Regions from separate parts of the Anas platyrhynchos genome. Here region 1 is linked to region 2. A link is a contact called in public Hi-C data. All regions are on one chromosome and are shown on one strand. The core of a region is the stretch at or near the end of the contact, and the rest is flanking DNA. Distances in the headings are between cores, read along the strand shown.

Region 1 (6,382 bases), core at 3,412-5,911, 88 kb before region 2:
CTCTGGGACATATGATTTAATTGAGATCTTCAGTGTTCTAAGGCAGTTTATTTCTAATGTCATCAGGACTTCTATGGTTTTCCTTTGGAGTGGCAATGATTGGTGGTTGGCCCATGGCGTACCGAGCTGACTCCAAAAGCCCTGAGGGGATTGGAAAAAAATCTGAGATGGCACTAGATCAAACCCCAATTGTTCGAGGATAATTTTGAGCTCAAGCTGTAAAAGACAGATTACATCTTTGTTACTGTAGTAAACTTCCAGATACAGCAAGTTTTAACGGTGTCTCTCGCTACTCGTTTTACTTGCTACATGACTTTCTTCTGGCCTCTTGGTATGTAAATTACCGTTAGACTCACCGAGGCTTACTGCTTCCATTCTTCATGCACTGCCGTGGGAGTTTACCTATGAAGTACAGCACAGCGTACTGCGTTCACAGACTTTACTGCGCTCAACTCCCATGTCCCCACTTACTGACACATCTTCTCTATCATTTGATATATCAAATTTAATTTGCCTGCTGAGCCCTGCTCCAACTCAAACTTGCTGTTCCAGATGGTCCCGAAAGCATCACAAGAAAATTTTCTAGGAGATGCACTGAACCCAGGAGGAAAACAAAGCAGTGAAGGTTTGTTCCAAGTGACTATTTGGGGAGGATTAGATGGCGGATTTTTCAAGACTAATCTCTTTAAATGAAAATTTCAGAATTTGATTAATTTTTTAATCTGCACATGGATTTGCATAAAATTACCGTGCTGCCTCATTCCCACTTTATAAAAGAGAACGTGTCTAGGATGGACCAGCTGCTCACCGGTCTGCTACAAAGAGTCCAGCACACAAGTAGGTGTGCAGGGATGGGGTGCAGAGTCCTTTTGCCCCTAATCACCATGGTGCTCCTTCAGGGTTCACTGGGAAAGAGGAAGATGGTGGACAAAAGAAGTGCCATGAGACCAGCTGCACAGAAAGTTTGCTAGGCAGGCAGGGGAGAAAGTAAGGAGTCTGAGCACCTTTGTTTCAAGAATATGCTGAACTCTGGGGAAAAACCCAGGAGTCCTAATTTCCAATATACATTTTTCTGTATGTTTCTTGGAAAAGAAATCTGGTGCTCTTATGACTGATTTACTCACCACGAGAAGTGTCAACAGGGTTTCTTTGCCTTTGATGAGGAATGTAGCCTAAGGCCAAACACAGAGAAGTAAGTGTTCTGTTCAGCATTTTATATATATAGATCAGTATCATTAGTAAAAAAATTAACTGTATTTGACATATGCATCTTACTAGTTTTTCTAGGTCACACTCCCTTCACTCCCTACATACCTTTTGGAAATGTTTCTCCCTTGCACTGGGGATTGTACGGAAGAAAAATTTTTCACTAAAAAAATCCTTCTGTAGCTCAATGCAGAACGGTCCTACCCTGAAGCCAAGTCCATGCCAAGTCTACTTCCTTTCATGCTGCAATTTCTCAAACTCCCTATTCTGAGTCAACTCGCAATCACAGTTGAGAGTCATTTAAAACCTGGGGAAGGATCATAGTATTCTAGAGAAGGAAAAAAGTTGCCTGCCTTGAGGACTGAAATGGATGAAAAGGGTCAAAATTCAGTACTGCAAAATAAAAGGTCACAGTCTTTGGGACTAACAGCAAAAAAAAATATGAGCTCTTTAGGTGGAAGTAACATGAGGAGAGAGAGCCAGGAATATTAATCAGTCAGGATGACAATTACAGCTGCCCTCTAGGCTGAGACGACAGGCTGTGGGGAAAGTGGAAAGCAGCAGATGTGATCTACCTTGACTTCAGTGAGACTTTTGACACCACACTCATTAGCAAGCTGAAGAAGTTTGGGCTGGGTAAACGCCCTGTTATGCTGGCTGAAAAATAGCTCAGCCACTGGGCTCGGAGCGCAGCCATCAGTGATTCTCTGTCCAGATGACAGCCAGTAATGAACAGGGAAGACCTGGGTCTCTGCTGGGATTTGTGTCGTCCCATTGCTTTATTAGTAACCTGAGGGCACTAAGTATTTAGTAATTAGAACTAATTATATATTCTATATATTATATATGTGTATATATGTATTTTGTATATATAAAACTACAATTAATTAGTTAGCTGGAGGCACAGTTACCAAAGAGTGCTTCTTCAGTAACTTTGTGGCTGACTTAATTTAGGGAAAGCGCTGACATACTGAATAGTGCAAACACCTTCCAGAGGCACCATGATGATAAACTTTAGGTCAGGGCCAACAGAAACCTCACAACGCTCAGCAAGAAGTACGAGGTTTTGCTGCTGAGGCAGGATCTCTGTGTATCAGGACAGGCTGAGAACCAACTTAGAAGCAATCTGCCAGCAGCTACAACTACCTGAAAGGTAGTTATGAAGACAACGGAGATGAAACCTTCTTGGTAGTGGCAGAATGTATTAAATGGCCACAATTTGTGACTCAGGATGTTCACGCTGGATGTGAGCAAAATGTTCTTTACAGTGACCATAGCACAGCTCTGGATCAGGCTGCCCAGAGAAGCTGTGGTCTCTGAGCTAGAAGTCTTTCAGGATTTGGCTGGACAAAGCCATGGTCAAGCTAGCCTTGTGTTGGTGATTGTCTGGCACTGAGCCGGAGGGTAGAGCAGGCAGCTCCAGAGGTCCCTTCCACCACCACTTCTGAGATTATACACAATCTCAGAAGATAATCTCAGAAGTTAATCTCAGAGATAACCGCAGGGACTCCAGAGCATCACGTTTAGCTTCAAGAGCCCATAAAGAGATGCCAAATTGTGGGACACAAGTTCTCTGCACAGGCCTTCAGTCATAACTGTCACCCACTGAGGATCATCGCTCCCAGCAGAGTCCAACAAAAATTTATTCACCTGAGTAGCATTGTTTCCAGAAACATCTCTAGGAAATTAACATCCACCCATCTGAGCAAATGTGAGCGTGGGACTGTTTGTATTGTGCAGGTTACAGTGGTACCTAATATAGAAATGCATAGGTAGAATGACTGCATTTGATCAATATTACTCAAGCAGCAATTAAGCCTTTTTTCTATTAACTAGTTTTGCAAGGGCATCATCCATACTTCCTACCTAATGTGACATTTTGCTAGGAGATCCAATTATCCTGCCAGATAAATTCCAGCTTCGTATAAACTGACAAACTAAGCTCCAATGATTGGGAAGAAAGGCAGAAGAAAGAATAAAAAGGGAGTGACAAAATATCAAATCAACAACCCACGGTGTTATACAACTCTAAAACTTGGCTAAGTATTGTAGGTGTTTTGAAGTAAATTGTCTTATGATGGTATTGGTGAGTCATCTTCTGGGCCCACATGAGATAATCCAGGCTTTCATCATGCAGTTTACAGTGTGCAAGAGGCATGCTGTTCTGAACTTCTCTGAAATCTTTCATTACATTAAAATCGATTGTAGGTTTCAAACTGACCTGTAATGGAGTAGCTGACTCCGAGACCCTCTGAAGTAATGAATGTGTCTTCTTTTGGGTCTCCCTAAGCTCCAGTGTTAAAATCTCGCGTCCATTCCAGAGTAAAGCTCAGTGAATCATTCTGACAGGCCGACCAGATCACAATATGAAGGGGTGAACCAGGCTAGATGTCAAAACCTGTAACGGTGAGCCGTAGGAAACAAGTGGTAAGAGCAAGTTATCTCAGAGAAGACTTTCATTTCACTGACTAAATCACACATGCACGTAAAATAACTGAACGTGTCTGACATGTGAACAGCCCTCTGACAACAGCTCCCAGGCTTACTGTTGTTTGTCCACAAGAGGGCAATCTTATTCTGAAGCAAACCGTTCTGGAGACTACGGAAGGAAAATGCAGTTGACATTTATGAAGTGATTGGGGCTTTGGCGGTGGTGTTTTTTTTTGTTTGTTTGTTTTGGTTTGTGTGTGTTTTTTTTTTTTTTTGTTGTTGTTCTTATTGTTTGTTCTTTTTGTTTGTTTGTTTGTTTTGGTTTGAGTCTAAGTTTCCTGGGGACTGACACAACAAAAGACCTGGTTTTCTTCTAAAATACCCGGGTGCTGGAAATCTTCGTGGTGGTTGGAGATTCTCACCGCTCTTCTCACCTCTCTCTTCTCACCCCAGGAATAACTCTTTGAGGCGTCAGAAGTATAAAAACATGAACAGAAGCTGGCGGCAACATCTGTGATGGCTAAATGACAACCCCAAGGTTCCTGTACCTGGACACCTACCTCACACCCCAGGCTGTCTGCCTTAGAGGTTGTGTTTGCCACTCATGAGCCTGTGGTGCTACGGCACTTGTATTGCTGCGAAGGCCAGTTTGTCGCAGAATTAAATATACTGAGCAATAAAAAAGTGCAATAATAAAACCGAAGATAAAATTTTAAAAGAGAAATCCATCACATTTTCAACGACGGGTTTAAAGAGGACAAACTGCTCTCGGAGATCCAGGAGGCACCCCCCCCCCACAGGCACACACCACAGCCCGCACCAACCCCGACCCCTTAGTGCAGAACCCCCCGGAGGGCAACCACTGCGCTTTTTTTAACCCCCCAAAACCCCATTTCTCCGCTAATTTCCCCCACAAACCAGGAGGGGCCGTGAGGGAGCCGTGAGGGAGCCCCCAGTGCCCGCCAGCCGCGTCCCGCCCGCCACTCTCAAGATGGCCGCCGGGCCCCCCCCCGGTGACCTTCTCATTCCCAGCGGGCTGTGCGCGCGCCCCGCCGTTCTCCCCCAGGGTGCCCCGCGCGCCGCCCCTCCCTCAGGCGTTGCAGCAAGATGGCGGACACAATGAGGGGGAGCCGCCTCGCCGCCGCCTGAAGCGGCCCGGCCCGGCCTGGCCCGGCCCAGCACGGCATAATAAAACCTCAGGGCTCTGCCTGGCCCGGCTCGGCCCGGTAAGGCTCGAACCGGCCCGTATCTCCTCATCGTAACACCGCCGGGCCCGGCCCGGCCCGGCCTGGCCTGGCCCGGCCCGGCCCCGCCCGGCTCCCCCTGAGCGCCGCCGCCCTCAGCGCGATGAAGCTGACGGACAACGTGCTGCGGAGCTTCCGCGTGGCCAAGGTGTTCCGCGAGAATTCCGACAAGATCAACTGCTTCGACTTCAGCCCCAACGGCGAGACCGTCATCTCCAGCAGCGACGACGACTCCATCGTGCTCTACGACTGCCAGGAGGGAAAGTGAGTGACGGGGCCCGGCCCCGCCGGGGGTCCGGGGCTCCCCACGGGCTTCTGCTGCTCCTCGCTTCTTCTTGTGGTGGTTTTAGTTGAGGCTGGGAAGCAGCAGGGTGGCGATACGCGATGGGAGACATTGGGTAAAGGGGTGAAGTGGGGTGAGGAGATGGGAGCGCAGCAGTCTGGTGGGTGTCTCTGTGCCTTATCCCTGCTAGATTGGGGCTGGTAATTAGGCTGGAGCTGGTAATTTCCCAGGTGTGATAGAGAGTTCACTAAATAGCGCTGAAGTTGAGGGGGTTAGAATCCAGTCGCGTTTCCAGGACAACGGATTGTTGCAAGGATGCAAACTGAATTCTCAGGCTTCTTCTGCTGTAAGTCTCGCGCATTAAAACAGTAGCAATCACTGTGAGAAGTGTGTGGATGCCTTGTGTTGATCAGCTTCATATGACTGTTGGGTAAGCAAACTAAAAAGTCAAGAAGCTGCGATGTGTGTTCACCATACTTTACAAAAGCTTGGCGGTATTTTCAGTAAAGCCTAGTGCCCAGGTGGCACCTGGGACTGTTGTGCATAAAGGTGGTTTCCTGTGCTCCGAATGTCTTCTGATAGTTGTATTTTTCTCTGTAAAGCACACTTGAAATGTACATCCCCAAACACTATTCAATGTCAGTTTAATCAAGTAAGATGTTTACTTACTGATACTACTTTATGCAGATGGACTAAGATGTGTTTGTTTCTCCTTGAACAGAATTACCCAGTTTTCTTTCTTTCATGAGATGGTTGTCCTGATTTATAAGTAAAACTCCAGAAATTTGCACAGCCATAGAGATATGGTGCTGCTGTTCAGAAGATAAAAGCATGCAAGCGAGACAAACAATAGTATGCATTAGTAGTTTATGTCTTGGAAAGTAAACAAAAGACATTTGCATTCTGTAAGAGATGGAGCAAATGGATCCAAATGATGTTATTATTCCATTAAAAACTCAATGTTTGGATAATTCAAAGTTCTTAAAAAAAAAAAAAGAAATGGGCATGGTTTTAATGATGGTTTTCAGTAAAAGCTGTAGCAGAGAATGGTGCTGGTCCTGGAACTGCGGATCGGAAGCTAAAGGGAACCTAGATGCCGAGCTGTTTTTTTGATGTACCATGCAATAGCAATGAAAAGTTGGGGGTGATGCAAGGCAAAGCTAAGACTAGAGATTGCATTTTCTCACTGGTACAAATACGCACTTGGCTTCTTTAAATT
Region 2 (6,314 bases), core at 558-3,057:
GCTCTGAAAGGTGGGAGCGCTCCGAAAGGTCGGAGCTTCATCCTGGTATGCTGGGCTCCTCTAAAGGACTGATCTGCAGCTCAGAGTGGGGGGAGATGTTGATCTTCCACTAGCTCTTAGGCTTCTCCAGCAGCACAAATATAATCAGTGATGGGGAGACTAGAAATTACAGTGCAGTCCTGCAGTGTTTAGAGGTGGGAGAATTTTGCTTGATTTAAAAAATAAAAATGCAGCCAAGGCTTTTGAGATATTTCTCCAGTGGATCACAAGCTGGCCAACAACTATATGAAAATAATTCTTTCTGTTGCTTGTGCCACCTTTCAAATTGCTGTAGCTTGGTTGTCAGGGAAGGGGATCTACTGTAAAGATACAACACAAACGTCAAAGGAAGGGAAAACACTGTTCTTATAGTGCTGTGACCTTAATGTTCCTGCTTTCCCTTTAGTGGTGATAGCAACACATCCCAGCACAAGCACGTGTTGTTATGGTACCGCTAAGAGAGGGGAAAGAAGCTGCAGGGGAGATGGTTAGGAGGTTGCTACGGAGTTAATGCTCATTTGAGACAAGGCTGCCATGACCTCCTGCTAATAGATGTTCTGTTGAATCTTTCATTTCAGTATGCAAAGGCAGCAAACGCAACAGATGCTTGGTTTTGTTCTGTAGTCTCCCCTGGTTGTGCTGAACTGTTCTTTCCCTCTATGGTGGGCAGAAAGGAGAGCAAACAGCATCCCTAGGTCCTCTGGAGGTGCAAGACCACTGGTGCATAAAGGTTTACAGCAAGGAGCAGGCTTGTGCTCATCTGTGCTCACCTGATCAAACTCAGTGCTCCCAACAGGAGCTCCTGCAGAAAGCTCGACATCCTCCTACCCTCTGTTAATCTGCATGCTGAGGACTCAGGTGGTGCTGGATGGTGCAGCATTACCCACTCTGGCCAGTCCTGTCCCACCAACAGGGTCTCTTCAGTGATGGCCCTGTGAGCAGGGAACTCTTTGCCCCAGAGGTCTCCACTACATTCCTGTGCACTCAGCACACCTTTGCCTGGTGCTGAACTCCGTGCTGTCTGGGTTCATGCATTCGGGAGTTCAGCCAAGTCTGAACTCTGTTCACCCCTGTAGGAAACAACAAAGTTCAGCGACTGAAAGCAGCTGCGTGTACTTGGTCAGTGACATCAGCGGAGAGACTCCATTTGCTTAGCAAGCACCTAAATTTAAATAAAACAAACGCCTCTGGAGCCAGTGTTTGGGGCTAGCCTGTAATGTGGAGAAGAAAGGTCTTATTCATGCCACAGAAGGGGGAAACCCATGGACAAAAGAGGTGTATGTATCCAGAAGGAGCAGCTCCACATCTGGGGTCACCTATATTAGGAAATATTTTTAAGGTGGTTTTGATTTACATTCATACAACAGATTTGAAGGTCTTACTTTGCCTTAAGATGCTAGAAACAGTGCAAGTGGTCAGGGACAACTTCACAGGTGACCAGAAAGATGCTAATGAGATTCTGCCCAGATTCAGCTTGCCAGGATTTCTCCCTTCTGAATCTTTCTGCTCCTTTAGGCCAGTTCTGGCAAAAGGCATGTCTGAACTCCCTTCCCTCTATATCTCTTGAATAACTGGCCGAAAGCACCGAGACCTTCACACAAAAAGTGACAGTGTATCCTGCTGGCATTCCAGGGTAAGCTGTATCCCTGTGTCAGGAAGTCTCTGTCCCCTTGTCACCCTTTCCTCGTCATTTGAACTAGATGAATGAGCATGATAAGCTCCCCCAACTCAGTCAACCTTTTCTGGTTATTGCTACAGTCAGCTCATATGACCTTCCTCCCTGTTTTCAAGGTTCTGATAACGAGTTTCTAAGGACAGCCTAGTGACCTTTGGCTGAGCTTCCTCTTCAAACTCTGCTGGCTTTTGCTTCATTGTCTAGTTGTAACCCAGCAGCAAAGATCAGTTCTGATACAGACAGAGCCTTCTCCCCTCTCCTTCCCCCACTTAACCTTCACAGGCCAAATCTCTCCCAGTTTGCTTGAGCAAATTTGCAAGTGGGACAGTGAGAGATTTACTTGAGGTAAAGGTTTTGTCCCACTGTCATTTTTCTTAATTCCCTAAGGAAGGAAGGTAATCAGAAAGGCAGGTGGGAGGGAAAAAAACAAACAAACAAAAAAACACGACTATGGGCTATGAACAAATGGGTTTGGCGCAGATGTGAGGATGAATTCATTAGAAGGAGAGAAAATCTCAAGCAATATCTACCCATGGAAGCAATGGGACCATCACTGCCATCAGCTGAGCTTCCCACCTTGGTAGGCCGAATCTCTTCTGGGGTGTCAAAGCTGTCTGGAGCTGCCTCCTTTCCCAACAGCAATGAGGGAAGTATGCACAGCAAGTCTCAACTACGTTGATCTTTACCTGTGATTTTTGGTTCCTTGTAGCTGCCTGATTAGGCTGCTTAAATCTCTGCTATGGTCTCTGCATGGAAAGTGGCAATAACAGTGCATCTGTCCCATCCCAGCTGCTTGGGTTGACACCCTCCGAAGCATTGCAGGGTTGGTTGCTTGAGCCCCTGTGTCCATCTTCAAGGTGTATTGGGATGGGGCACCAAACAGCCGTGGAAGACAGGATGACCTTGCTCTGAGAGTGCTGCTAGTGACTGGGAGGCCTGGGAGCAGTTGCTGGTTCCACCTTAGATAGAAGGCATTGCCTTGACCAACTCCACTTCTCTTTGTGTCTCCTCTTTACGCTGCAAATATTTCTCCCCATCACTGATCTCATTCAGAACCTCAGCTTTTGCATAAAAAAATGGTTTCACCATGGCTGTTTAAAGCCTAGCACTATCCCCCAGTTGGCATATTCTTAATGATGCAAAAGTATGAACAGAGACTGGCATGTTCAGTATTTTAAGTATTAGTAGGACACGTGAAAAGAGGGGTTTGCAATACTGAAGGTAAACATTCAGTTTAGTTGCCAAACTTAGACCCACTCTAGCAAGAAGTTCAGTGCTTTCTGAACTGGGATTGAAGTCAAAGGTTAGCTGTAATTTCAACCCAACGTGGTTGCCTGCTGCCTTGGATACAACCACCCGTAAACTGTGCTGCCAGCACAGGGCTGTTGGTCACTGTGATAGAGGTAGCAGGTCCTGGGGCTTCTCATCCCGATTCATGGTCATACAAACCACCCCCAGGGAATTGCCATATAATGGTGAGAAAGGAAAGTAGAATTGGAAAGGGTCTGGAACTTGTTTCTATCCCTTGTATTTACACCCCTGGCTTCCTCATTTTCAAGCCCAAAAGCTGTTCCTTTCAGGAGCAGCTGCAGCTCTGTCCTGATTCTGTCTACCACATGTGGACTGTGAACCACCAGAGCCTTGTCTCAGGTACATGTCAGAGGTGGAGGGGCTGCAGAAGAGTCAGAGATTGGGTATGTAGGAGTAGGCTTCAGTGCTTCTCTGAGCCACTGTATACTGCAACAAAGACCATGCTTGATTTTTAACACATGCCACATGGGAAGTCATCCCAGGAAGAAAATCTCATGCCCACTTTCCTTTGTAATGTCATGCTTTAGTTTCTTAGAACATCTTAGATAGCCACCCAAGAAAAAGAGGCCTTAAAAGGTGTTTGGGCCTACTTATCGGAGGCAATGATCTGAAAATGGCATTGCTTCCATTTACCTGTTCATACAGCACCTGCATGTCTCAGTGCCCACAGGAGGACTTTGCTTACTATGGGCTCCTGTTGGTGTTACTGCTAATCAGCCAAGCACATTTCCCTAGAAAATGCTTCCAGTTATATATATATATATATATATAATATATAACAACATATATATTTGTGATATAATAGTGGGGGAGAAAGGCTCTTTAGCTTCAAGAAAAGCAGAAGGATTTTCTTGATTTCTATGAACGTTGTATTCCTAAGTTTCTCCAATGATAGGTTTTGAGTGGCCTTGATGGATTATATGGTCAGCTGTTCCACCTCCGTCGCACTACAGACACTATGGGACACGTCTTCGTTACAGCATTTGTGGGATTAACAGCCTCGTGGACAGCCAGCCCCCTTCAGACAGAAGCTCACTGCGGGAGGACAACGCAATAGGGTAACGTGAGATCTTTATGGTCTGAAACTCAAGACCTAGTCTCGGTCTGATGCCTTCCATGGTAAATATCCACGCCTGCTATCCCAGAAGGGGAGGAAATTACGAGAGGAAAGGCTGAGTTTGTGGGATGTGGTGGTAAGGCAGAGGATGAAGACGCGGACCGCAGTCGCCACCTTGTGACTGCTTGGGCCAGCTCCCAGTTGCTGGATGTAACAGAAACGACACTGAGCCTTATTTTTAGAGTTAAAAGCCTCATTTTAGGTTCCAAAGCCCCCAGTTGGAGGATCTCAATGAGGGACTCATGTTTAGGACCAAAAGCCTTAAACCCTCCTTTCTACTGACCTAAGCCTCATTCTACAGGTCAAGGCCTGAATTTTAGTGTGAAAAGACTCATTTTAGAGTCCAAACACCCATTTTTAGGTCTCAAAGCATCATTTTAGGTTCCAATGCCAAAGCCTCCTTATAAAATCCAAACACACCTTTTTAGCGTCTGAAACCTCATTTTTAGTGCTGAAAACCTCTATTTTTGAACATGAAATAGAATTATCTAAGAATAATCTTAGAATTATCTAAGAATAATTCTTAGAGCTCCAACACCCGATTTTTAGGTACTAAAGCTTTACTTCAATTGTCCAGCCCCCTTTTTGACAGTCCAAACCCTCATTTTCAGGGACCAGAACATCCATTTGGGATACAAAGCCTTCTTTTTATCACCTAAACCCCCATATTCTGGGGCCCACGGTCTCATTTTGGGGGCCCAAAGCCTTATTTTTAGGTTCCACAGCCTTATCTTAAGGTGCAAATCCTCCTTTTCAGAGTTCAAACCTTATTTGAAAGTATAAACCCTCATTTTTAGTGCCCAAAACCTCATTTCAGGGGACAAGGCTTGAATCAGCAACTTTACCTGCACTTTCCTTGCATTCACTTGTTGACCCTGACACTCCTATACAATTTGACATAATATCTCCAGCTAGCGAAGATCTGCCTGGTCAAGCAAAATCTTCAGGGCAGGCAGGCAGGCAGGAAATGTAGAGAGAAGGAAAAAAATCCCAAAATAAATATTAATTGATAATAATACAAATTGATATTGTATTTTCATCTGCAAAAAGTAAGAGACTGTTTTTATTCTTTTGAAAAAAAAAAAAAAAAGTACAGAAAGGCAACAAATGCATCTTTTCTTTCCTCTCTCTCTCTCTTTTTTTTTTTTTTTTTTTTTTTGTGCCTAAGTACAGGCTTACCGATAGTTGCATGGCAGCCAGTTTCTCTCTGGAAACTGATCTAGTTTGTGTTTCTTTCTCTTACGGTCTTTGTTTTTTGCACTATTTCTGCTTTCTGTCAATCACATAACATGGCAACACAGCTCAAGGTTATTGTGTCTTCCTTCAGTACATGCTGAAGACGAATTAAGTGTGAAACAGCTCAGGAAGAATGTGATTAGTGGTATCCAGTTTCTAGAATCTAGTCACCAAGCTGTCAGAGTAAGATTAGTTGCAATAGCCACCGCTCCACGGGGAAGATGGATAATAGATTAGCAATCTCACTAGAAAGTACGGCTGACAGAGAATTGATGTATTTTTTCTAGACCCCTACCATTAATGTCTTAGACTTAAGCATGTAACTATGAGGAGGAAATTAGGAGAAAAAGATGGGACATAACTGTTAAGGAATTTTTCAGATTTTACTATTTATGATTGGAATTACTTCGTTTTTAGCTCAGGCTTTCCCATCTATTGCCATTAAATCTAGTTTTCTAAAACAGTGTATGAGTGAATTGCATTTCACTTGCAGTGGATGAGTCTTCTCCCATAACCACTGAAAAGAAGAGAAATTAATGAGGAGAGTAGAGCTTAACAAAAACAATGAGATAACATGAATGAATTCAGAATTTTTTTTACTTGTTCAGTAGACTTTTGCTGGTATAAAATGAGTAAAAAGATAAAAATGCATCCAGGAGACTGATGCAAGCTGCAGGAGCAAATGGCAAGTCAAGAAAGATCAGGACATTAAAGTAGAACAGAACTAATTCATTGAAAAATATTTTTGTTAATTAAAAAACAAAATGCTTAATATTGACTTTGAGAGTACATTTTTTAACATAAACACCTCAAGTTCTCCTTGAAGCTACAGGGGTAGAATTTCACCACCTATTATTGCAAGTAAATTACCAATTGGTTTCCATTCCCATAATTTATTTCTCCTGATTAATACTTTCTGTTACTTTTTAATTATGG

The links. A called contact is a pair of places that touch in the nucleus more often than the background predicts.
Region 1: a contact with region 2 is called in a Hi-C map of subcutaneous adipose tissue, with 2.3 times the contacts expected there. The contact joins the promoter of GLYCTK here to the enhancer-like site in region 2. A contact is called at or near these places in 2 of 8 Hi-C or Micro-C datasets (skeletal muscle and subcutaneous adipose tissue).

The regions. Positions count from the first base shown.
Region 1 is chr13:12,863,662-12,870,043 of IASCAAS_PekinDuck_T2T, reverse strand. GLYCTK (glycerate kinase) reads right to left here and starts at 4,661. Exons shown (of 7, transcript XM_027467789.3): 1 at 4,555-4,661; 2 at 3,428-3,604; 3 at 1,125-1,172. WDR82 (WD repeat domain 82) reads left to right here and starts at 4,734. Exons shown (of 9, transcript XM_027467794.3): 1 at 4,734-5,144. The coding sequence starts at 4,984.
Region 2 is chr13:12,772,419-12,778,732 of IASCAAS_PekinDuck_T2T, reverse strand. All of the region lies in intron 1 of LOC119718254 (a long non-coding RNA gene), which reads left to right. LOC113845068 (a long non-coding RNA gene) reads left to right here. Exons shown (of 2, transcript XR_003500301.3): 2 at 1-6,314. ASB14 (ankyrin repeat and SOCS box containing 14) reads right to left here. Exons shown (of 11, transcript XM_072044103.1): 11 at 6,072-6,314. Among named protein-coding and RNA genes, the nearest start is that of ASB14, 15 kb to the right of the region's middle. Within about 2 kb of position 1,807, at least 5 of the 8 cell types and tissues checked have an H3K27ac peak or open chromatin away from gene starts, as enhancers often do.